7 separate regions of the Mus musculus genome follow, and regions 1, 3, 4, 5, 6 and 7 are each linked to region 2. Evidence: chromatin contacts called from public Hi-C, HiChIP or PLAC-seq and promoter capture Hi-C data. All regions are on one chromosome and are shown on one strand. Each heading gives the region's core, a stretch centred on a gene start, on an enhancer-like site or on the middle of the called end of the contact. The rest is flanking DNA. Distances are from core to core; before and after follow the strand shown. Region 1 holds the start of Akr1b3 (aldo-keto reductase family 1, member B3 (aldose reductase)). Region 2 holds the start of Chchd3 (coiled-coil-helix-coiled-coil-helix domain containing 3). Region 3 holds the start of Akr1b10 (aldo-keto reductase family 1, member B10 (aldose reductase)). Region 4 holds the start of Akr1b7 (aldo-keto reductase family 1, member B7). Region 5 overlaps Gm13846 (a long non-coding RNA gene). Region 6 has its middle 43 kb from the start of Akr1b3. Region 7 holds the start of Akr1b8 (aldo-keto reductase family 1, member B8).

Evidence for each region. Promoter capture Hi-C pulls out the DNA fragments that hold promoters and counts their contacts. Hi-C and Micro-C count contacts between places; a contact is called where the count stands out from the background. HiChIP or PLAC-seq counts read pairs in DNA pulled down with a chosen protein or histone mark. Capture Hi-C pulls out chosen DNA fragments and counts their contacts.
Region 1: a promoter capture Hi-C map of pre-B cells shows a contact between it and region 2, with 6 times the contacts expected there. The contact joins the promoter of Akr1b3 here to the promoter of Chchd3 in region 2. A contact is called at or near these places in 3 of 39 promoter capture datasets (embryonic stem cells, liver and pre-B cells), 2 of 484 Hi-C or Micro-C datasets (CD4 T cells and erythroblasts), 3 of 115 datasets of contacts at active chromatin or transcription factors (astrocytes, double positive thymocytes and large pre-B cells) and 2 of 9 other capture datasets (adipose tissue and liver).
Region 3: a promoter capture Hi-C map of liver shows a contact between it and region 2, with 2.9 times the contacts expected there. The contact joins the promoter of Akr1b10 here to the promoter of Chchd3 in region 2. A contact is called at or near these places in 3 of 39 promoter capture datasets (embryonic stem cells, liver and pre-B cells), 1 of 484 Hi-C or Micro-C datasets (B cells) and 1 of 9 other capture datasets (liver).
Region 4: a contact with region 2 is called in a promoter capture Hi-C map of embryonic stem cells, with 2.8 times the contacts expected there. The contact joins the promoter of Akr1b7 here to the promoter of Chchd3 in region 2. A contact is called at or near these places in 2 of 39 promoter capture datasets (embryonic stem cells and liver).
Region 5: a contact with region 2 is called in a Hi-C map of cortical neurons, with 4 times the contacts expected there. The contact joins the enhancer-like site here to the promoter of Chchd3 in region 2. A contact is called at or near these places in 4 of 39 promoter capture datasets (the 3T3-L1 cell line, cranial neural crest, embryonic stem cells and 1 more), 2 of 484 Hi-C or Micro-C datasets (cerebral cortex and cortical neurons) and 1 of 115 datasets of contacts at active chromatin or transcription factors (large pre-B cells).
Region 6: an H3K27ac HiChIP or PLAC-seq map of T-cell acute lymphoblastic leukemia shows a contact between it and region 2, with 4 times the contacts expected there. The contact joins the enhancer-like site here to the promoter of Chchd3 in region 2. A contact is called at or near these places in 4 of 39 promoter capture datasets (the 3T3-L1 cell line, 3T3-L1-derived adipocytes, the C10 cell line and 1 more), 1 of 15 datasets of contacts at CTCF or cohesin (the NIH/3T3 cell line), 1 of 484 Hi-C or Micro-C datasets (Th1 cells) and 1 of 115 datasets of contacts at active chromatin or transcription factors (T-cell acute lymphoblastic leukemia).
Region 7: a contact with region 2 is called in a promoter capture Hi-C map of 3T3-L1-derived adipocytes, with 5 times the contacts expected there. The contact joins the promoter of Akr1b8 here to the promoter of Chchd3 in region 2. A contact is called at or near these places in 7 of 39 promoter capture datasets (the 3T3-L1 cell line, 3T3-L1-derived adipocytes, embryonic stem cells and 3 more) and 2 of 9 other capture datasets (adipose tissue and embryonic stem cells).

What each region holds. Positions count from the first base shown.
Region 1 is chr6:34,316,090-34,319,074 of GRCm38.p6, forward strand. It overlaps Akr1b3 (aldo-keto reductase family 1, member B3 (aldose reductase)), which reads right to left and starts at 1,400. Exons shown (of 10, transcript NM_009658.3): 1 at 1,251-1,400. The coding sequence starts at 1,316.
Region 2 is chr6:33,058,550-33,061,847 of GRCm38.p6, forward strand. It overlaps Chchd3 (coiled-coil-helix-coiled-coil-helix domain containing 3), which reads right to left and starts at 1,711. Exons shown (of 8, transcript NM_025336.2): 1 at 1,451-1,711. The coding sequence starts at 1,531.
Region 3 is chr6:34,382,530-34,385,964 of GRCm38.p6, forward strand. Akr1b10 (aldo-keto reductase family 1, member B10 (aldose reductase)) reads left to right here and starts at 1,718. Exons shown (of 10, transcript NM_172398.3): 1 at 1,718-1,878. The coding sequence starts at 1,813.
Region 4 is chr6:34,410,434-34,413,661 of GRCm38.p6, forward strand. Akr1b7 (aldo-keto reductase family 1, member B7) reads left to right here and starts at 1,929. Exons shown (of 10, transcript NM_009731.2): 1 at 1,929-2,042. The coding sequence starts at 1,977.
Region 5 is chr6:31,658,273-31,661,653 of GRCm38.p6, forward strand. The region is part of intron 1 of Gm13846 (a long non-coding RNA gene); the gene reads left to right. Among named protein-coding and RNA genes, the nearest start is that of Gm13848, 6.2 kb to the right of the region's middle. Within about 2 kb of position 1,774, at least 22 of the 459 cell types and tissues checked have an H3K27ac peak or open chromatin away from gene starts, as enhancers often do. A contact at or near this core is called in cortical neurons, where this site is marked.
Region 6 is chr6:34,273,061-34,276,239 of GRCm38.p6, forward strand. No RefSeq gene overlaps it. Among named protein-coding and RNA genes, the nearest start is that of Akr1b3, 43 kb to the right of the region's middle. Within about 2 kb of position 1,576, at least 60 of the 459 cell types and tissues checked have an H3K27ac peak or open chromatin away from gene starts, as enhancers often do. A contact at or near this core is called in the NIH/3T3 cell line and T-cell acute lymphoblastic leukemia, where this site is marked.
Region 7 is chr6:34,352,387-34,355,570 of GRCm38.p6, forward strand. Akr1b8 (aldo-keto reductase family 1, member B8) reads left to right here and starts at 1,760. Exons shown (of 10, transcript NM_008012.2): 1 at 1,760-1,910. The coding sequence starts at 1,845.

The sequences.
Region 1 (2,985 bases), core at 150-2,649, 1.3 Mb after region 2:
TATGAATGCTTACTCCTTATTTATCTCAGAACTGATCTCAAAATGCTGGCCCATGAGACGATTTTTCTAAAGCGATGAGCTTGGTTTTTGGAGAAATGGGACAGAATTAAAGTATCATCATCCTACCCATAATTTGGGTCATGTATTATAAAACTACTGTAGTTACATGTGCCTGTGTGTGCTGTGTCCAGTAGCTGTGTTTGCTATGGCAGGGAAACCGTCTTTCTTATCATTCCACCACACCGAATTCAACCTGGTATCACGGTTGTAATTCAATCATACCTTTGCAGTCACCAAGGACCCTCTGTAAGGAAACAAAAGCCGCACTTGCTAATCTACTGGCTTAGATACACGTTCTGAGAAAGACAAGTCTATGACCTGTTTCTTATTCTCCATTTGCATTACCCGTTGTTTTAACTGTAGTTTGGGTAGAAACAGACTCTGTCTGGTTTCAAACCATTTAAATTCAACCCTACCTGATTTTCTCTTACCTTCACTGTGTCTAAGTGCCCAGGTCCACCATACTCAAGGTTCTTAAAGATCGAGGTCACAGCATCGGTCTATAATATATAATACAACTACCCTGCAAGTAGCTTAAGAGCTAGGTTTTTCTGCTTCAGCAATAACACCAAAAATTGGTTCCTTAGTTGCCAAATAATCAAATCAGTTATAATTTTTGGTTTTTAAATATCGGTTCTTTCTTTTTGTATTTCACTATGATGTATCTGGCCCTCTTCTCAACTCTGCTGTGTTGTGTTGAGGTTTTGGGGATATCTCGCCTGAAGTCTTCTTATTAGTGGGTGGCACCCAGCAACGCGGAAGTCAGATTAATTCTCCAGGAGTTCCGCACCCATTAAGAACTGCACTCAGAGACTTAGAGGACAGAGAAACAAGCTGGTTCCTGGCAAGCTCTCGCCTGCTAATTTAATTATCTCAGGCCCATTGGCCCAAGTGGCTCATTCCCGAGAGGGCAACATCTGCGCCAAGTGAGGTCAATTCACTCGTGAGGCTGGGGCGCCACAGGTGCCAGATGACAAATCTAGGGCTCTGCTTCAATCCCTCTCACCCGGGTCACCGTGGGTGTGTCTCCACCTGGGGCGCCCACGCGGACTCGAGCGCTGCTCGCCCGAAGCCCCACACGCCGGGCCGCAGCCAGATACGCTCACAGGCCCCGCCACGCGAGCCCCGCTCCGCGCAGGCCGCTCAGGGTCACCCAGCGGGCGGCGGGTCGCACCCTGATGCATGCCTACCTTCCAGGTGCCCAGGCCCAGGGTGGGCATCTTGGTGCCGTTGTTGAGTTCCAGATGGCTGGCCATGATCGCTGCACGTTACAAACCCGGACCGGCAAATGTGCAGCGCTGGCTCGGGCGCGCACCTTTAAATAGCCCCAACGGCCTGTAGAAAGAACGCCTGCCATTGGTTGCACGGCTGAGAGACGGATCCTTCTGATTGGTCGATGCCGCGGTTCTGAAGGGGTCGGCGAGGATGCTTCTTTCCCTAGGTCCTAGCGGCACGGAATTCTCCAGCTGCTCTGCTTGCGCCCCACGTGGCAGTGTTTGCCCGCTGTTGTAGCACCAGACGGAAAGCTCTGAAAATAACCAGCAGACTAGAGATAAGGAGACTGGGGAGAAGTTTTGGTTTCGTTTTCGAGCCCAGAAGAAGACGTCTGTGTCTTTTCTAATCTCAGAATGACACTCTTCTGGAATCTTACACATCTTGCTTTGAATCTGATGGAGCAGATAGGCGTCAGGTGTATTTAAGAGCGTTCCCCCCCCCCCTTAGATTAAAAGTTAAATTTCAGGTGTACTTAAGCACTCCCATCCCCGCTATTAAAATGATTGCAACCGGTTTTGCAGAGAACTACGAAATACCCGTTTGTAGTACCTTTCTACCACTACCGGTGTCTGAACATGTTTAGTCTGGTTCAACAAGACTTGATGCAAAAATCCATAACCGTTAAGCTATGATCTCCCATAAGTTTCATCTCTGGATCACACATAAGTGATTTTGGAAAGTAAGACTCTTAAGCGGAAGGTTCCAGTATAATAAGTTGGCTAAACTCTGGAGGAAAAGTGAAAAGTCAGAGAACAAAAAAGTGAACAATCCCATAGTAGGAAAAGTCCATTCTCATACAGCAATGATTCCATGTTAGGGGGTACGAAATAAATCAGTTGTATTAGGTAGAAAAACAAAAGACTTTTCCTAAAATAATCTGAGTTGCCCCAAGAACTATGACGGCAATTTTGGCACTCGTCCAACACCCCTCTGAGTGATGGTCTGTTTCATTCCAGTCTCCTTCTGCTGGGTCATGCTCCAGTTGCCCCCTGATTACGCAACAGGGACAACTGCATCTGCAAGGTAATGAGTCAGGAACCCCACCTCTCTAAATCCCATTCTGGTGATTTTCCAGTCGGTGCCCTCTTAAAAAGTGGCACTTCTCCACTCCCACCCCAGGGAAAATTTATAAAGAACAGATATTTTCCACTTGAGTTTTATTAACAAAACCAATCCCCACAACTGGTGGCATGTGGAAATTCTGGTGTACTTTTTCTCTAATTAATAGTATTTGAATTTGAGTCTAGTTCTGGGGATTTGGTTTGTGTAAGATAACAGGTGACCTGACGCCCACCACTTGTCCTCTGTGAAATCCCTCTTGGCATAGAGACTTCTCTGCCTTTTGAACCTCCTGGGTCCAAACACAAAGAGCTGATTGATGTCTTGTGAAGTGATGCTCTTGCTCTGTGTGGCAGCTCACATCTCTTTACTTGACATTAAGAAAATAAAGGGGAAAGGACCGAGATGTTGTAGTCAACCTGGTTGCTAAACGAGATCCTTTCTCAAAAGATAAAAGAGGCCTTACCACCACCACCGAAGTGTGCGTCTTTACTGACAGGTGGCATCACAGAGGAGTCATCACCAGCTAGGGAAATGCACTACGTAGCAAAAGCTTTGTTATTGCAAAATAAACTAAGTATGTTTGACCCT
Region 2 (3,298 bases), core at 461-2,960:
TTACAGAAGCTCTTTAAAACAATCTTATCACTTGAATGGAATACATATCCCTGTTGCCCTGCCTATCACTCTACCCTATCTGATATTGTATCTAAATCTCTATGCTGTGCCCAAACTCATACAGTTTGTGTCACTGGCCTGTCTGTGATGAAACATGAGGAGAAAGACTTAATGCATTGTTCTAAACAGTTTTTTCATCTGAAATTTACTTTCCTTTTTTTTTTTTTTTTTTTAAGTTTTCAACATTCTAAGCCTTTTATCGACTTTCTTTTCCTTTCTTTTTTGGTTTTTTTTTTTCCCTCCACCTCTGTACAAAACTCAAGTATGCAGTAATTCTTATCTTACTACAAAAACTACCAACTAAACCACAGCAGGCAAAGGGCTCTATCACTAGTAGAGTGAGAATTGCTGGTCACAGACTCAAAAACTCAGTTCAACAGTCTGGGGTTTCTAATCAATAAAACTTTAATAAGTTCTTTTCAAAGTAACAAATTTCAAAGGAAAAAGTTTTCAAGCAGTTGAAATGTTTTTAAGTTTTTATTTCCTTGTAACTCTTACATAGTTAATTAAGAGTAGTTGTGTAAAAGCAGTAGACAGAAAATATAAAGTACTCTAAAACCTTCTGAAGTCATAGTGCTCTATTTACTAGATACAAGTAAGTGTACTTCCCAAAGCATGAAGCTCCAAAGTCGAGGCAAAGGAGAATATTAAAGTTGTTAGTGTGTATACTAACGCCCTAGAGGAAATTCAAGTTTTCAGTTCATGTATCAAGTACATGCAGAGGGCATTTAATAAGTCTCTATAACGATCCCTTAGAAGTTGTCTCAGTTCTACAACCTTGAAGGCCTGCAAACCGACCTCCGCCCCTAGCAGGCTGGCAGTTATAGGCCTGTATAGTCCAACTGGGTCAGGTTCATAACTTGGGCCAACAAACCACAGGGGAGGCGCCTGGGAAAACGAAATTATCAGGTGGAAGGGAAAGAGCCAGAAGCCAGAAATTAGCAGCAGGGTCAGGAATGACTTGAATGGTAATACCAGAAGAGGGGCAGGGAATAACAGAGGCAAAGAAGAGTAATCCTTAAAACACCAATTCACTCTGAGAAAGAACTGTGCGTGGAAAAGAAGGGCTTGGGTCCTGTACAGGAGGCACACGGACCAGCACAGTGAAGCAAGAGTTTTAATAAAGTCCTGCAACTAGTGAGCAAGGACGACCGTGGTGACCCGGCACCACCACCCCGGCACAGTGCATGGCTCCTGGCACACAACCAAGAACTTTCTCTGAATGGAGGTTCGGAGTCTTGAAACTACGAGCTTCTTCCCAGAGACCCAGACTTCTAGCGGGACAGCAGGGCGGGCCGAGAGCGGAGAAAGCAGGTGCAGCTGTCCCAGGCACATTTCAGCGTTGGGATCCGAGGTCAAAGGCTGCCCTCCGCCCGCCCACGGCACTCACCCGGATGCCCTTCACCACGGTGATGTTCTCGTTCTCGTCCGCCTCGAAGGTGACCCGGCGGGTGCTAGCGGTCCCGCCCATGGCTCCTGCTTCTGTCCCCGCAGAGTCTGGAGCGTGGACCTACGAGCACGTCAGGACCCACGCGCACACTTGCGCGTGAAAGCCCTGGACGCTTCTCTTGCAGGGCAGGAGCAAGGCCACGACCCCAAAAAAGAAGCAAGGAGAAGGCGCCGGTCCCAAAAGCCCGCCTCCTCCGGTCACGTGCCAGAAGTAGGCCGCTTCGGGTTAGCCCGAGAAGCAAACTGCCCGCCTCTTATCAGAAGGTGCACTAGGATTGGCTGGATTGGACCCGGATGCTATGGCAACAGGTGGTGCTTAATAGGGCTTCCGGAGCCTCTGAGAATAATGGGAATTGTAGTCTCGATCCGGAGCGATAGGTGCTGTGACAGGTCTCACTCCCTAAACTGTAAAGTGAACCGAGCATTCTGGGAGTTGTAGTCTTGACAGCCCTGAAGGCCTCCTTCTGGTCTACTTTCAAAAAAGTTGGTTCACCCAACCAGCTTGTTTTGCAGTTGACTCTAGAACCTTAGGTAAGTTAGGTAAATACAGGCTCTCAAAGCTAGATATGGAAGATGCACTCCCCTAAACAAACAACTTGTATATTCCAATTCACAAACCTGTAACAACTAAACTTAGCATTTTGCCACTTAGTCTTTTAAAGGGGCCGAGACTACATATGCCTATGTTCCTATCTTATGACTTTGGTATTTGTCAGTCTGTATGAAATGCAACTTTTAATGTAGGGCTTTCAAATCTACATGCAAAAATGCACAGGAAAAATTATTTACACAAAGATACAGACAGAACACTGCTTCTCGTGTTTGTGTCTCTTATTCACTTACATAAGTTAGATCACAGGATGATTAGACAGAGGAAAATGGTCCGTTCATGGAGGAGTTATAGCAGCGTTAGACAAAGTAGAGATGATCTGTTTTGGAAAGTTTCTAGCTTGGTACTTTACCTCCAAGAAGTCTAAAAATGTTAGGATAACCACACACACAGTTTCAGTTTTGTTGTTATTTGGTTATTTGGTTGATTTTAGGGTTTTTTTGTTTTGCTTTTTTGTTTGTTTGTTTGTTTGTTTGCTGTCAAACACTGTTGCTAAAAGTACAGTATGATCTTAGATTTATGGAGCCAGAGAAATACCCTTTCATTTAGAAATTAGATGGATGGGACTACTGATGTAGCTCAGTTGTCTATGCAATGCCCCAGGCCTGAGCTATGTGAAGGAGGAGAAAAAACAAGAGGGAAGAAGAAGAGTGGGGCAGAAGGGGGATGGGAGGGGAGGGGACAGAACTAGCTGAACAAAAATACCTTTTTCAATTTGCCCTTCTCAACATTAAAAGACAGAGAATACAGCATACCATGGCATCCTCCTAGGCCAAAGGGATCCACAATGTTGAAGAAATATTTTTGAGCTTCAGTTATTTGTCAGCATGTCAGAATCTGTAGCGCAAGACACTATGTCCCTCCCGCTGCTATATCCCAGCATATAGCAGCAGTGCCCTTCATCTCATTGTGTCGTTCTTTTCAACACATGTGCTCTAAATCACATGATATTCTCCTGCAGTTCTGAAACTGCCTGCCCCTGTCTGCGTCCTCCCATTACATCACAGTTGAGCTTGCTTCTCTTGAGAACCCAGATACACAGGGATTGCCGTTCCTTACATCGGGTCCTCCCCATCCATAAACACAATCACCTCACTTCCTACCCCATAGACGGCGTGTATTGAAGGGTGTTTCATAAAGCAGTTGCTCGGTCTATATTTACAAAATTAGAGGCTTCCA
Region 3 (3,435 bases), core at 468-2,967, 1.3 Mb after region 2:
AAAGAAAAGAGGCTGGAAAGATGGCTCAGTGGGTAAGAGCACTGACTGCTCTCCCAAAGGTCCTGAGTTCAAATCCCAGCAACCACCTGTAATGAGATCTGACACCCTCTTCTGGTATTTCTGAAGACAGCTACAGTGTACTTATGTATAATAATAAATAAATCTTTGGGCCAGAGCGAGCAGGGCTGACCAGAGAGAGCAGAATTGACCAGAGCAAGTAGAGGTCCCAAAAATTAAATTCCAAACAACTACATGAAGGCTCACAACCATCTGTACAGGTACAGTGTACTCACATACATAAAATAAATAAATAAATCTTTGAAAACAAAAAGAAAGAAAAGAAGGGAGGGGAGGAGGGAAGCAGGTGAGGGGGGAGGAGGAGGAGGAGGAGGAGGGGAGGGGGAAGTAGGAATGAGGGAAGAACAGGAGGGTGGGGAGCAAGGGGGAGGGGTGAGGAGGGAGGAGGAGAAGGAGAATTTTAGTAGTAAAAGATCATGTCGAAATGACTAATAGGTAATCTCTACTTCTAGACCAATTTACTCCCATGATCTTACAGCAATTGTGTGAACACAGATGAAATTACACACTCACACAGCCACGCCTGACACAGAGGCTACTATAACCGCACATAATGTTACTCTGTGTTTACTTTTGTGTTAAGGAAGTTGAGATTATGATTCTTTCTTCTTTGGTCCAGCCTCACATTACTGCTTTTCAAATTCATACATTAAAAAGAGTGACTGGCCCAACTTGGGATCCATCTCATGGGAGGGCGCTAAGGTCTGATACTATTGCTGATGCTGTGTTGTCCTTACAGACAGGAGCCTGTATGACTGTCCTCTGAGAGGCCCTACCAGCAGCTGACAGAGACAGAGGCGGATACACCCAACCGTTGGACTGAGGTCTGGGACCCCTATGGTTGAGTTAGGGGAAGGACTGAAGAAGCTGAAGGGAAGAGTGACCCCATAGGAAGACCAGCAGTCTCAGTTTATCCGGATTCCAGGGAGCTCCCAGAGACTGAGCCACCAACTAGGAGCATACACGGGTTGGTCGGAGGCCCCTGGCAAAAATACAGCAGAGGTCTGCTTGGTCTGGCCTCAGTTGGAGAAGATGTGCCTAATCCTTGAGAGGCTTGAAGCCCCAGGGGAGGGGGAGGTCTGCGGGGGCACCCTCTCGGAGGCAAGGGGGAGGAGGAATGGGATGAAAAATTTTGGGAGGGGGGACAAAAGGGGGGACGGGAATGTAAATAAATAATAAAAATTGAAAAAAAATTCTGCAAGGACATCCGTCAATTGATTTCCCACCGATATCTCTTGTTATCAATATTGTAGCTAGTGAAATAGTGGTTTCAGAAATAATTGATGTGGCTAGTCTGACAGTAGTGGGTTATCAGTACTAATCGATATCAGAATGATTGCTATATGCCTCCTTGTTTGCCTTGAATTTTTTTTCCCTAGCTGAAAACTTGTTGGACCCCTAGAGTATGTGCACTCTCGAAGCAATGACCTTCCTTAAATAAACTTATGCATTCATCTTTCACTGCCTGTTATTTTTGTCCACACACCTGTGCGGGCACTGCTGCGGGAGCCTTGCACTCTGCAGCAGGGAAACTTAGTATTCTGCAGTGTTTACTGCTGGTCAACCCTACGAAAAACCGAAATGCACTTCCTGTGCCAGTGCCCGCCCCCAGGCTGTGGCTGCTAGCCAGTAGGAAGAAGAGCCTGTCTCCTCAAGGACACGGAACCAGTTGCCAGACTCCTAATTTAGGCAAAGGCTCCCGTCTGTTCCCTTTGAACCGTTTCTGCAGCAACCATGGCCGCCTTCGTGACGCTCCTTACCGGAGCCAAGATGCCCATTGTGGGCCTGGGCACCTGGAAGGTGAGTGCGCAGTTTTTGGGCAGCTGCTTTTTTCAAGTGGGGACAGGTCTTGGCACGTCTTCCTCTTTGCATAGCATTTGCCTGCCGGGTGGGGGTTGGGGTCGGGTAAGGCTGGAACTCTACAGCCTTGACCCAAGTTGCTTTCAGTTTTTGTGCTGCTTCAGGCCTCAGAGCTGGCGTCTAACTTCCCTAACAAGTGTCGGGATCCCAGCTGTTCCTGGATTTTTACAAAGTACAGCAAACCATCATCTCCAGGCAGTTATTCTCGTCGCAAGCTTTTCCTCAGAATTACTTCACAGTTTACAAGTTTTGGCTGTGTATTTATTTCTGGTTGAATTATTTAGAACGAGAACGCTGAGCTCCAAATGACCCAGCTGCCCTTGCTACCCATGCTGAAGGACCCCATTACCTACTTCAGAGTAGTCTGGGAGCCTGTGAAAGCCCAGTCTCAGACCCCAGCCCAGGCACGTTCACTTTCCAAAGACCCCACTAGTTCCCACATGTTAAAGCCCGAGCAGGATCAGGGTGGCAGAGAGACTGAGCGAGAGTCAGCTCAGGTCCCACCCTGGCTGTGTTCAACTCACCTGGCAAGTTTCTCCGAGGCTCATCTCAATGCTTAGTGAAACGGTTTTGGACCAAGCCAGAAATTACACATCCATCAAAACAATAACTAATCACTTGCAGATCTCCAGGGAATCAACTCACATGGAAAACTTCACAGAGATGAACTTTCAGAATTTCAACAGCAGACGCAGACTGTAAAGGAGTTGGGCTCAGGATGAGTAGCCCGTGCTGCCAGCAGTGCGCGTGCAGGGGGGCGGGGCTTTCAGCCTGGACCTCAGTGCCTCTGAGTGGCTGGAAGCAATTCCTTGTCCCAGTGATGGCGCAGCTGTTGCTGTTTTATGATCTTTTAAAAATTAGATTTATTTTTTATTTAAATTTCAAATGTTATCCCCTTTCCTGGTCCCCCCTCCAGAATCCCCCTATCCCATCCCCCCTCCCCCTGCTTCTTCCCTCACCTACCCACCTACTCCCACCTCCCCACCCTCGAATTCCCCTACACTGGGGCATCAAGCTTTCACAGGACCAAGGGCTTCTCTTTCCATTGATGCCCGACAAGGCCATCCTCTGCTACATATGCGGCTGGAGCCATGAGTCTCTCCATGTGTACTCTTTGGTTGGTGGTTTAGTCCCTGGGAGGTCTAGGGTGTCTGGTTGGTTGATATTGTTGTTCTTCCTATGGGGTTGCAAACTCCTTCAGCTCCTTCACTCCTTTCTCGAACTCCTCCACTGGGGACCCTGTGCTCAGTCCAATGGTTGGCTGCAAGCATCCACCTCTGTATTTGTCAAGCTCTGGCAGAGCCTCCCAGGAAACAGCTATATAAGGCTCCTGTTAGGATCCACATTGGCATCCACAATAGTGTCTGGATTTGGTGTCTGTATGTGGGATGGATTCCTAGGTGGGGTAGTCTCTGGATGGCCTTTCCTTCAGTCTCTGCTCCACATTTTGCCTCCATATTTCCTCCTGTGAGTATTTTGTTCCCCTTTCTAGGAAGT
Region 4 (3,228 bases), core at 679-3,178, 1.4 Mb after region 2:
TGGCAAAGTAGTCTGCAGGATCTTTAGTACTGATAAAGCTTCAACCTAGTTCACTTCCTGACCCTGTCTCCTTCTGTATTTCATTTTACTCCCATTTATTTCTGGATTGAAATATATGCATTTAGGATCTTCTCTTTCCATGTGTCAGTGGGATTTCAGAGAGGGGAACATGTAGAGACGTCACAGTGTGAGATGGAGCTTGGCTATGATTTCTACCTGATCTTTAGCTTTCTTGCCTAGTTATCTGGTCTTTGATGGGGTGAGCCCTGTGTGTAGGCTTCAGAGATGTCCATATGACTATCCAGTCTCTAGCCACAGAGCCTACTCCCTGAGTCCAATTTACCTGACTGTGACAAGTGTATGCCAGTACATGACATTGTTTTACAATTCTAACTACGTGGTGGCTAGCTGGTGCTCTTCTTTCAGCTAGATTCTACAGCACATGTAGACTATCCCATGTGCGAAGACTCAAGAAATACAGAGGGAACCCTCTGCACATACTGGGGCAGTAATTGTCAGTGTCCTGGGATATGGAACTTCTATGAAATACCTACAATGGTACACTTAGGGATATTACTCATTCCTATTATAAACCAATCGAAAACAAACTAAATATTTAAGAATAGTGGAAATGACCAAATAAATGTTGACAAAATAAAATCTTTTGCAACCATTAAAATGTATGTGGTAAAAGTAATTTTAAAATGGTGTTTTAGGGCTGGAAAGAAGGCTTAGCGGTTAAAAGAACATGCTGCTCTAACCGAGGACCCATGTTCAATTCCCACACCCAGTGGCTCACAACCACCTATAGCCTCCAGGGGATCTGATGTCCTGGGATGGCCTCCACAGGGCTGCACACGCGTGCATGGGCACATGCAAAAGTAAGAAACAAAACCAAAACATGAAGTCAAAGTGACTTGTTGTAGATGTTTAGAAAGTTTGTTTTATGAAGTTAGCTTCCAAAAATATATGTATAGTATGTAAGAACTAAGACATATATACTCAGAGACATTATTAATAAAACACATATGCAAAGACAGAAGAAAACAGCACTGCGAATGGCAGTTTAGGTGATGGGGATATTCTGCTTCAGGTTCTCACCCTTATAAACCATCCTTGCGTTTCACAGTTGAGTACATGACATTTCATAGTCACAAAAGATTGTTTTCAAATCAGGCACAGTTTTTTTTTTTTTTTAATGTCGTTATAAAACACAATTGGTCAAATCCCTAAATCTGAAAGAAAAGAAAAGGAAGAAGAAGAAGAAAAGTAGGCAACGAGGAAGAAAGGAAAAACAAAGGAAGGAGAAAGAGAATTTCATTAGGAAAGAACCTGTCCCAGTGGCTAGCAGGTCATTTTCATCCTCAGGGAATCTTCTTGCCTTGCAATCTGACAGAAAACGCACAGATACAGGCATTTCTAGAAAGGTGTCCATGACCTACATTTAAAAAAAAAAAAAATCTTTCCACAAGGTCACCTGCCAGTTTCCTCTGTAACAGACATCCCTTAGTTTTGTGGCCAAGGACAGTTATTTCAAAGTAGTTACTGTAAAAGATGTCTCATTTTTCCTCGACATTTTTATTTGCCTCAAACTGCATGAGCACCCACGCAGTTCACTAGCGTTATATCCACTCCCAGGGCAATGACCCTTCCCAAATAAACTTACCAGTTCATCTTGGATGACCTTTCAACCATGTCACTTAGGTTCACAAACCTCTGATCCGCATACCCAATAAAGCATGCATTCTGCCCAGATAGCCTTTGCACTGTGCTGACTTTAATCTTTGTTTACGATGATCAGTGTGGCACAAGATTGACATGAAGTTCCTGTTCTCATGCCCCAACCCTTGGCTGTGGCTGCTTGCCAATGTGGTAAGAGCCCGCCTCCTTTATCCAGGACATAAAAATGTCACCAGCCTCCTTGTAGAGAAAGCAGGCATTTCATCTGCTCACTCAGAGAACTCTCTGCAGCAACCATGGCCACCTTCGTGGAACTCAGTACCAAAGCCAAGATGCCCCTTGTGGGCCTGGGCACCTGGAAGGTGAGTGTGCAGTCTTGGGACACCTGCTGCCTTTGAGGGGAGGTCTGGACATTTTCTTTTCTGTGCAGAGCATCTATCTGCCTTGGGTTTGATAAGGCCAGCATTATCACCTGTTGTCAGCTGCTTTGGGTTGCAGATGAGCCTTTCCCAGAAATGACAATAGCTTCCTTGGCGAATATCAGGTTTAAATTTGTACAATTTTTCAGGGAGAAAACTGTTTTCAGGGAAGTTTTCTCTTAGAAAGCCTTTCCTTGGGACTCTGAGGGTCTCTGTTGGTTTGTTACTGGCTGAGTGACTGAGAGAGAGTATAGAGTTCTTAATGACCCCACTCTTATGATGCAAGACTATGCCAACATCTGAGTGGCCTGGGAGCTTGTGGGAAAGGCAGAGGACAACTGGACTGGCCCAGGCAGTTTACAAAATCTCCATGTGATTCCCCCACACCTTAAGACCCATGCAGCATGAGAGCCACAGAATTGGAGTCAGCTCAAAGTCTGCCCTGGCTGTGTTAATCTCTACTGGCAAGTTGCTCTGTGGCCCATCCCAGTACCCAGTGAAACAGATTTCTCACGAAATCTTGGGACAAGTCTGACATTGGTCCATCTTCTTCTAACTCTGCCTTCTTTGCTGTTTCTATTACTGACAACATGAGAGTAGCCAGCTTGTTAACCAGGAGCTGTTTTTAGTTTTGATTTTGATTTCTTGAGACAGGGTTTCTCTCTCTCTAACCTAAAATGACCTTGATCAAATTTGGAGTAATCCTCCTGCCTCAGCTTCTTGAATACTGGGATTATAGGTGTGAGCCTTCATCCTTGGCTCAGGAGTAGTTTGGGAACCCATCTGTCTTAGTTAGGGTTTTACTGCTGTGAATAGACACCACGACCAAGGCAAGTCTTATAAAAAACAACATTTAATTGGGGCTGGCTTACAGGTTCAGAGGTTTAGTCCATTATCATCAAGGTGGGAGCATGGCAGTATCCAGGCAGGCATGGCACAGGCAGAGCTGAGAGTTCTATGTTTTCATCCAAAGGCTGCTAGTGGAAGACTGACTTCCTGGCAACTGGGGTGAGAGTCTTAAGTCCACACCCACAGTGACACACCTACTCCAACCAGGCCACACCTCCAGACGGTGCCACTCCCTGCTCCAAGAATATACAAACCATCACACCATCTGTCCTGTGTCCAA
Region 5 (3,381 bases), core at 524-3,023, 1.4 Mb before region 2:
AGTTGAGAAACTAGGCTGGTATCATTTTCTTGCATTTGGCAAAAATCACATGAGGAGCAACCTGAAAGTATACGTTGTCAGTCCGGACCATCCTCCTTTATCAAAGCTACTGCGTTTGTCTTCTTTCTACACCCAGGACACTTTGGAGGCAGATCGCTTGCTTATTGGTACCTCTCTTCCCCTTTTCAAAAATCCTTGGAGAATTTTCTCGCCCAGTTTTTCTTCCTCAGCACCTGGCCACATTTCCTGCACACAACAGCCAGTCAATAAATATCTGTTGTGGCTGATGATGATCAAGAGTGAAATTGAGGAAGCCTTTCATGTGTTGATAATGGCGGTGCTGTGCATCGGATCGGGCGCGAGGGGCTGCCGGAAGCATCGATGATTGTTGTCGCAGTCTCGTCTCCCCGCGCCGACTTAGCAAGCCTCTGATTGAACGATGATAAGGGTATCATTTTGCTGCATTAGGAGGAAAAGGTATATGGAGATTTGATGTGAGTAGTGTTTCATAACTTTCTCTGGATAAAAATAGGGGCATTTGTCTTCTTTCATCTAAGGCTGAATCATTTCTGAAATGGAGCCTTAAATTCTGAGGTGCAGAACATTTCCAGCTAAGCATCCTTGAGAGAGCTCGCTTGCTTCATGGTTTGTTTTTTTCCCTGGCCAAATGGGGAGTAAGATTGCAGAAACCTGTTACCTCCTGATAATTGGAGCTCTGAATGGGCGTGTGCCCACAGAGAGTGGCAGTCACTCCCGGGAGGCTCCTCGCCCTAGGCTGGCTTTGTTTCACCCTAGAGCTGTGACTCAGGGGGACCACAAGGTGTTTTTAGAAAGAGAAATGAAGGGGTATCCTGCATACTGACATTTGTGGGGTACCCATTATTGTGCCAGGCACCGTGCAGAGGACAGAGACCTATCCCTTTTCCAGGGAATTGGGGTGGGTTTTGTGTGTGTGTGTGTGTGTGTGTGTGTGTGTGTGTGTGTGTGTGTGTGAGAGAGAGAGAGAGAGAGAGAGAGAGAGAGAGAGAGAGAGAGAGAGAGACTGCCTCACCCAATCCCTAATAGACGCTAGGAGTTCAGCTCATAAGGGTGGTTAGTGCAGGGTTGCTGATGAGGTTTGGGTAAAGAAAGGCTGGAGGCAGGCATAAATGGTCTTGGTGATGCAATTACTTTTTTTTTGTATTTATTTTTAGCCTATGTACAAAATGTTTTACCTGCACATATATGTATGGATACCACATATGGTGTCCTCAGAGGTCAGAAGTTAGCAGCGAATCCTCAGAATCTGGACTTATAGATGCTTGTGAGCTGCTGGGTGGGTGCTGAGACTCAAACGTGGGTCTTCTACAAGAGCAGCCAGGGCTCTTAACCACCGAGTCACCTCTTCAGCCTCTCCACCTTAATTTTTTGAGACCGTGTTCCTTGCTGAATTTGGAGCTAGACTGACCAGTGAGTCCCTGAGATCCTCTTGGCTTTGCCTCCCTGGTGCTGAGATTACAGACCCACGGCTGCCGTGCCCAGCTTTTTACATGGTATGCCCGGTGTGCAATTAAGGTCCTCATGAGTACCTGACAAGCACTTTACTGACTGAGCTTTCACCGTATCCCCAAATACCTCAATATGTGAAGGGGATGGCTTCAATCCATACCAACGGGAGATGTAGGTTTTTATTAGGGTGATAAAAACTAAGAAAAAAGTCAAGGGTTCCAATTACCTTAGAAGGTCAGAAGGGCTACTGTCTGTCATGTGGTCAATTACCCCAGGATTGTCCTCTGAGAGGGTTAGCCACGCCCCTCCATGGCTGCATCTCAGTCCATCTGCATACACTCTTTCTTCACGCCAGTGGTGCCTCCCGCCACCTCCTCTGCTCTCTTGCTCCATGCTTTGTGAGAAAAGGGACAGAATATAGTATGGTAGAAGGTCCTGGGGGTGGGGATGGGGGTGGGGGAGAGGAGTCCACAGTAGTCCTTTGGCTGTTAGAACCAAGACTGGCTACATTGTTTCATTGAGACAGTGTCACCTGGCAAAAGGATCCTGGTTTATCCTTAAGGTTGGGGTGAAGGTGAGAAATAAAGTAGGTAAAGACAGTAGCCACAGACAGCCTTCCCTCCCCTCTTCTGGGAAAACCAGCTCACGGTTGGCCCATAAGTCTTGCCACTCCCCAAAGAAGCCTCTTGCTAGATCCCCTAGGCCATGGTCACCCAATGATTCGGGTTCAGCAAACAGCTTCCTCTGGTGTCATGTCTTCCCTAATGGAATGACTGCTTACCATACCCAGTTAGAGGAGAAGTGCTCTGCAGATCGAAGCTGGCTGAGTCAGGCCCAGAAAGGAAGGAAAGAGATCACCCCAGTAGGGAGATTGGCTTAGGGAGGCTTGAGAAGGGTCATGGCGCAGGCGGAGGGTCTGTTAGTGTGTGAGGCAGAGGACTAGTCACATGTAGTAGCTGGATACTAAGTCTGGCAGTCTGTAAATGGTAGTGTCAGAAAAGCGGTGGCCTGGTCTGCAGAAAGTGAGGGGAGCAGGGACGAAATGGGCAGAGCAGGTCCCCCTGCCACCATCTCCTAGCCCTGAAGGTGGGATCCTGTGGGAAAAGCCTCAGAGACTGAAAGAACTAGGTCGGTATCTCCGTTAGGGTTAAGCAGGGACATAGTTGCAGTGCTAAAGTCTCTCCACCAGAGGGCGAGAAAGCCCCACATATGAGACCTAAAGGACAGTGGTTGCAGATCAGAATTAGGTCTGCATGGGGAGAGCGTTAGACTGAAGAATTAGGCCTGCCTATAATCATTCTCACCGAGAAAGAGTAGGCAAACGTTTCCCAGCATCTAAAGCCACATGGAACAGAGCATAACTTGTGGGCGTGCTTGCCCTGGTGGGGTGACACTATAAGGTACCCACCCCTCCACCCCACCCGGCTGACACAGGAAAGATCTCATTTGGATCATGTCAGTTCTCCACTTCTCTGATTCATTGTTCAAAATGGGGGGTTAACTCCAATTTTATCTGAGAGGACACTGGCCCGTGAGAGCATCACTGGAGGTGTCAGGGCCACACCTTCTGCTCTGAGGACCCTGGAGACGGATCACCACTGCTCATGGGCCTGGCTGAGGGGCCTGCCTTTGTTCAGTTGTAGGCAGGACAGTCTCAGAATCAGACTGAAGCCAGGGCAGCTGCACAACACGTTGACCCTAGGGTTCATCATCCTTGATATGAATATTAAAGACCAGCTCTTAACTAAGGTCCATCATCAGGGATGATGTCAGCGCACCAACATTCTCTTGAGAGTGAAGGCAGCAGAGTTCAGCAATGGCAGTGGTGGGGGCTCGCCCTCTCTCTGTCCCTTGAGCCTGAGCACTGGTTTGAATCATGGAGGGAAGGGAGTC
Region 6 (3,179 bases), core at 326-2,825, 1.2 Mb after region 2:
CTGGAGAGCTAAGATATCCCAAGAGACAGTTAGACACTGCCAACCAGATGCCACTATTTCTGGTCTCTCCATCCTCTCTCCTGCCTTTTCTTGCTAAGACTCCCCTCTTATTGGAAGTTTCTGTTTAAGGAACAAAAATCTCTGAGGGACAGAGGCATACTAAAAGGAACAGGAAACTTACGTGTGCAAAGCTGTAACCGGAGAGAGAAGCTAGCCCACTTCCTCAGTGAGCAGGAGAGGGAACCCAGCCCACCTCTTCACTGTAAACAAGAGAGGGAAGCCAATCAGCCTCTTCAGGGTAGTGGACAGAGATAGAAACAAGGTCTAGAATGGGATAACAGTAGAAGATTCCAGAGCAACATGATATCAGCTGTAGGGAGCAGATGTCCCAGGTAGCCCTAAGATGTCTGTGTTTTTCAGAAGATCTGAAAATAGGAATGAGGTTATGAGCACTGGCCTGCCATTGCTGCTGAAGAGGCCAAGTGTGGCTAAGCTATGTTCCTCCAAAAGTATTCAATTTCCTCAGAACCCATGTATACCATGGGGAAAAAAAGCTTATGTCCCATATCCATCCATCCATTCACCCACCCATCCATACATATACCCATCCATCTATCCATCCATCCATCCACCCATCCATAAATGAGTTCATGTCCTATACCCATCCCTCCATCCACCCACCCATCCATCCATCTACCCACCATTTACCCATAAACAGCTTCCAAGAGTATGCTGTGTGGCTGAATCCTCACAGATCCAACAGAGAGCACAAGGCTTGAAACCTCCTGGATCCAGAGAGCCCAAGTTCTACTGAGATGGACACTCCTTAGGTATAAGAAAAACAGTGAATCAGAAGCAAGTGGTGAGATGTGTTGGGAAGAGAACAGAGCAGAGCCCAGTGCTGGAATATATGGGGAAGGCTGGTTTCATCCTGGGATGAGATGTGACATCTAAATTGACACTGACGTAAGAGTAGAGGATAAGACCTAGGCGCCTCAGATGGAAAGCTTATCCCCATGCAGTGGGAACAGACTTCAGAAGGCCTGAAGTAAGAGCATCCCTTCTGTGTTCCAGGCTAGCAACCATGTGGATCCTACAGAGGGAAGGAGGGGAGGTGACAAGGAGGAAGAGGAGGAGAAACATAGAGACAGACAGAGACATTTAGGAAGCAAAGTTTCAAAGGCCATCTGACTAGTCCCTGGACCACACTGAGACCTCTGTTTCATTTTAGATGCTGGAGAGGGTGTGTGTTCTACATTGTCCAAGAGTCAGTCTGACTAGTGTGTGGGAAAACAGGGAACCAGAGATCCTCTGGTTGTTTCAGTCCTCCAAGAAAACCAGCGGTAAAGGTCTGGCTGGTGGCAGCAGAGATGGTAAACATGCTCACATCCTAGAAATATTTTTATATTCTATTTTTATATTCCAGTCCTCATTCACTGGTGAGTTAGCTTTGGAATGTGAAGAAGGAGTTGGGCATGGCTCCAGTGCTGGCCAGGGCAACTGGGCAAATGCAGGAGCCATTCAAATGAGCCATTCATTGAGTCAGTGAAGACTGGAGACAGCAGTTCAGAGGGGGGTGGAGCCCGCAGTTGGGGATGTGAGCCCTGGGGTGACTCAAACTTCCAAGAAGGGGTGCTATGCAGTAGGGGAAAGCCCCAGGATTGTACAAAGATAATCATAAGTGATACAAATGATCACCCTAGGGCATAAAGATTTTAATTTTTATGCTTTTTGGGGTACACTCACTTACATTGAAAGGTCAGTCAGTGTGTGTCTGTGTCTACAGATGGCTGTAGACTGGCATACTCTACTTGGTGAATACATGCCTGCATTTCTGCAAAAGAGGTATCTATAGAGCAGAGACTAGATCATTTATTCTCAACACTGACCAGATATGAACCTCTACATTAACTATCACCCTCTCCAAAAGAGGAGTGTCTCTATAATCTACTAAAATCACCACTACCCAGGAGTTAAAGGTTTCTATAAACCCAGACATGAGCACCGTGAACTAAGCAGCTGTGCTTCCAATTATACTGGTACTTTCTGGAGTTTTATCTTATGCCCCTACATATTGATATGCATTGTCAATTTGGCCTCAGCCCCTTGTGGGCAGGGAAGAGCTATGGTCATCGATCAGTATTTACTAGCTGATTGATTGAGTTCCTCTCAGACTCTGTTCCTAGCTATACCACTAATTAGCTCGTCGTCCTTGAGTTAGGCAGTTAGTTGTTCTGACTCCGGGTTCCATGAAAAGAGCTCACGATCTTTCTGTGCTTCATTCTGTTTCCTTTCATTTTGCTTTGTTTGTTTGTTTTTCTTATTTGAAACAAGGACTCGTGTAGCCCAGGCTGGCCTCAGACTCAGTGTACAGCTGAGGACGATCCTGGACTCTCACCTTCTGACTTCAGTTCACAAGTTCTGAGATTCCAGCACCACACCTAGACATAATTAATAATCGTCATGGTCCCTTCCAGCTTTAAGTTACTATGAAGTATTTTGTCCTACCATGTTTTTGGAAACTAGCCATAGAAGTCCTGCTGCTTTTGACTTGATCAGTACTCCAGCCTTCTGAGTACAGGGAGTGCAAATAAAGGCAGTGCGAGAGAAGAAAATGGTAGCAGCTTTGCCGAGAGTCAAGGAAGGAGAAGGCCCAGGAGACGGTGGCTCAATTCCCCAGCAAAACAACTCATATAAACGAGCTGATGATAGTCTTTGATTGCCCATGTCAAAATTAATAGACCTTAAAGAGACTTCAGAAATATGTTCTCTTGAGTTGTTCAGGAAAATCCATGCACGGGGGAAGCAGAAATCTAGAAAGTCAATAGAAGTTATTGTCATTGTTTCTATTTTCTTTCTCCTGCTTTTCGAAAATAAAGACCCAAGAGGGGATCGTTAAACAGGGTCTGATGGCTTCATTTATCATCAAGGAGCCATCTTGGTCCTCTCCCCTCTGCCTTCCTTTCAGTCTCCTTTCTTCCCTGTGTTTATGTGTCTGCTGCTCTTTCATGCCACACTGTGGGTTGTGATGTGGTTAGGAAAGCACAGGCCCCAGCTCAGAGGACAGCTACGGAAGGGCTCCTGGTGATGTAGTGAATAGGGTAACACAGTTCTCATGTGACATAGGATGGGACCAAGTGAGGAACTCCCAACAGTCTGAAGAAGCTCTTCCCAATATG
Region 7 (3,184 bases), core at 510-3,009, 1.3 Mb after region 2:
CCTTAGCTGTAGAGCCTACATCGTGGCTCAGTCTCTCCTGAGAACATTAAGTTGTACGCACACTGCAACTTTAACAGTGCTGACTGTAAATATTTCTAATCAGCCTGTGAACCCCTTCAGTCAGTTTCCCCAGACATTTCAGTTCCTCTCTCTGTGCTGTTCTGGAGACACACTGAAGGTGGCTTAGGCATACACCTGGCTACCTGCCACTGTCCCTGGGCATCTGTGGGTCAGGGCTTCCATCCTGAGCTTGCTATTTCTGCCCTAGGCTCACCTTGGAGACCAGAGCTCCTATGATCTGGGACTTCTTGAATCAGTGAGGTATTCCAGTTACACCCCAAGGTTATTGCTGATAAGTATTTCAATATTGGAAAATGATAATTTTTATTCTCTTATAACTCCCGTAAAATCTTTTGTTTACTCTGATTTTTCTGGTTTTTCTTTCTAGAGGACATGCATTAGTTTTATAATATCAATAAAGTAAAAGTCAAGAACATTTACATATGATTCTTGAAAAACTATAAACATGGAGGTGAGAATGTATTATTCTATAAATGACTGAAAATTGCCATTTTGAAAAAAAATCAATTTTGACCTATACCTTGTGTGATAAACTGAAATAAACTTCATTTGAGTCTATATTCCTACTTCTAAAGATCTATCCCCAGGGAATGAGGCCCAATGCTTCACTGCAATGATATTTCTTGAAATATTATTTATACACAATAGAAACCAGCTGGAAATCAGCAAGAGACCTAAGAATAGTGGAAATGGTAGAATAAATTACCATAAAATAGAATGCAACGTTAAAATGTTTAACATAAAGGCAATTTTGAAATGACTCACTATAAACGTGTAGAAAAGCTAGCCTTGTGGTGTCAGCTTTGGAAAATGTGGTGCGGTGCATAGAAGCTGACACAGGCTGAGAAGAGCCCAGGAAACTGCACCGGGCAATGGCATCCGAGTGACAGAAAAGGATGTTTATGCTCGCATCTTTCTTTTTCATGCTGTCCTTAGTGAAACAGAATATAATCACAAAAGTCTGGTTTTTAAATGTAAGCAAAAAAAATGTAAAAGCTCACTATAATTATACAGTTAGACAACTTGTCAAATTTCAAATTCAGAGAGAGGGGGGATAGAGAGAGAGAGAGGGAGAGGGAGAGAGAAAGAATATTATCAAAGAAAGGTCTTAGTGGTTAACAGGGGAAATTTGCTTTTCACAATCTTCCATCAATTAGATGAGTAAAACTTAAACAAACAAACAAACAAAAAGAGGGTCAGAAAACACTCTCTCCTCTCCCGTTCCCTCCCCTCTCTCCCCTCCCCCCTCCTCTGCAAGCGCCCCTGTCATTGATCTTTTGTGATCAGCAACAGTTAGCTCAAAATAATTTATGCAGCCTCCCATTTTGCCTCTGAAAACTTTTACTTGCCTCAACCTCATGGAATACCTACAGGCTCCACCGTTCTCCACACACTGTGGAAACCCATACATATTCTCCACACACTGTGGAAACCCAAACATAGCTAGCAATATAGCTCGAAGGATCTTTCACCCCATGCGCCTAAGGCTCATACACCTCTAAGTAGCTCTACAAAGTAATTTATATTCTGCATCAGGGAGATTTCCCTCTGGTTTATGACTAATCTTTACTCACACTCTTAAAAGCTTACAAAAGACTGGGATGAACTTCCGGTTCATTGCGGGAGGGGGGGCGGGGGCGGGAGGGGTCTGGGCGTGGCGCTTGCAGTAAGAGCCGGCCTCTTCATCCAGGACGTTAAAGCCTCCATCTGTCTCATTAACAAGGACACAGACATCTGCTCTCAGCAAGATTTTGGCAGCAACCATGGCCACGTTCGTGGAACTCAGTACCAAAGCCAAGATGCCCATTGTGGGCCTGGGCACCTGGAAGGTGAGTGCGCAGTCTTGGGCACCTGGTCTTGGCATTTCCTCTTCTTTTTATGACATCTACTGGGAGTTTGGAACCCTAGAGACAGAACACAAGTTGGTTTTGCCTTTTGTGCTGTTTCAGACCTCAAAGCTCTGACAGACTTTTTCCAGCAGAGATATCCCTGTGAAGTGTCAGGTTTCAAGTTTTCCCGAACTTGCCAGTTACCCTCTTAACAAGCTTTCTTCTGAACTCATGAGACACTTAAAGTTTTATAAGTTTTGGCTGGTTTGAAGCAGGGCAGTGGTGGTGCATGCCTTTAATCCCAGAAGTTGGGAGGTAGAGGCTGGCGAATTTCTGAATTTGAGGCCAGAGGCCAGCCTGGTCTACAGAGTGAGTTCCAGGACAGCCAGGGCTGAGTTATTCAGTGGCAGGACACCAAAAGCTCCAAATGACCTAGCTCTGTTTGGTGGGGGAAAGACTCTGCAGCTTGTGGCCTGGAAGCCTGGGGGAAAGGTGGAGTCTCAGACCCTAGCACAGGCTACTGGCACCTGCACCTTACCAAGACACTACACCATTTTCTGAGCACATCAAACTAAGCAGGAAGATGACAGAGCCTGAGCTCAGATCCTGCCTGGCAGTGTGCTCTCCTGGAAGAATGCTCCAAGGCCCTTCCCACTTCTGTTGAGACAAGTCTGACATTGTTCCATCTCCTAACTTTGTCCTTGGGTTTATTTCCTTTCGTGATAACAGGACAGTGGTCAGCTAGTTTCCAGGAGCTGTCTCTATTTGATTTCTGGCGACTGGGAGTTACACTTCAGTTTAGGCTGCCCTAGAACTTATTCTATAGCTTGGGTTGGCCTTGAACTTGCAATCCTCCGGCCTCAGCTTCTAGAGGTTATCACAGGTGTGAGCCACCTCCAGGAGGAGTTGTTTTTGGAGTCCGAGTCTCTTGTCCTGGTGGCTTAGCCTCTGTCTCTCGCTTAGCCTCTGTCTCTCGATCTTTGCACTGTCTTTTTCTTCTGATCATGGGACAGAGGTGGGGCCTCTCTTTGATTCAGCACTGGGTTTAAAACCTCGAATTTGCTCCAAATTAGACATTTCACTTTCTACCAAGCTGTCAAGCACTCTGACCAGAAGTAACCCACAGAAATCCAAAGATTAGACCGAGCGCTTGACAAGGGAGTTGTTGTCAAGATAAGGAGGTGGTATCATAGAGGGAGAGTCTGCTCTTATCTGAAGGAATGCTGGCAGGCAAGATTCTATTGGAAGGCCCAGGTACTTCTGAACCGCTAGGG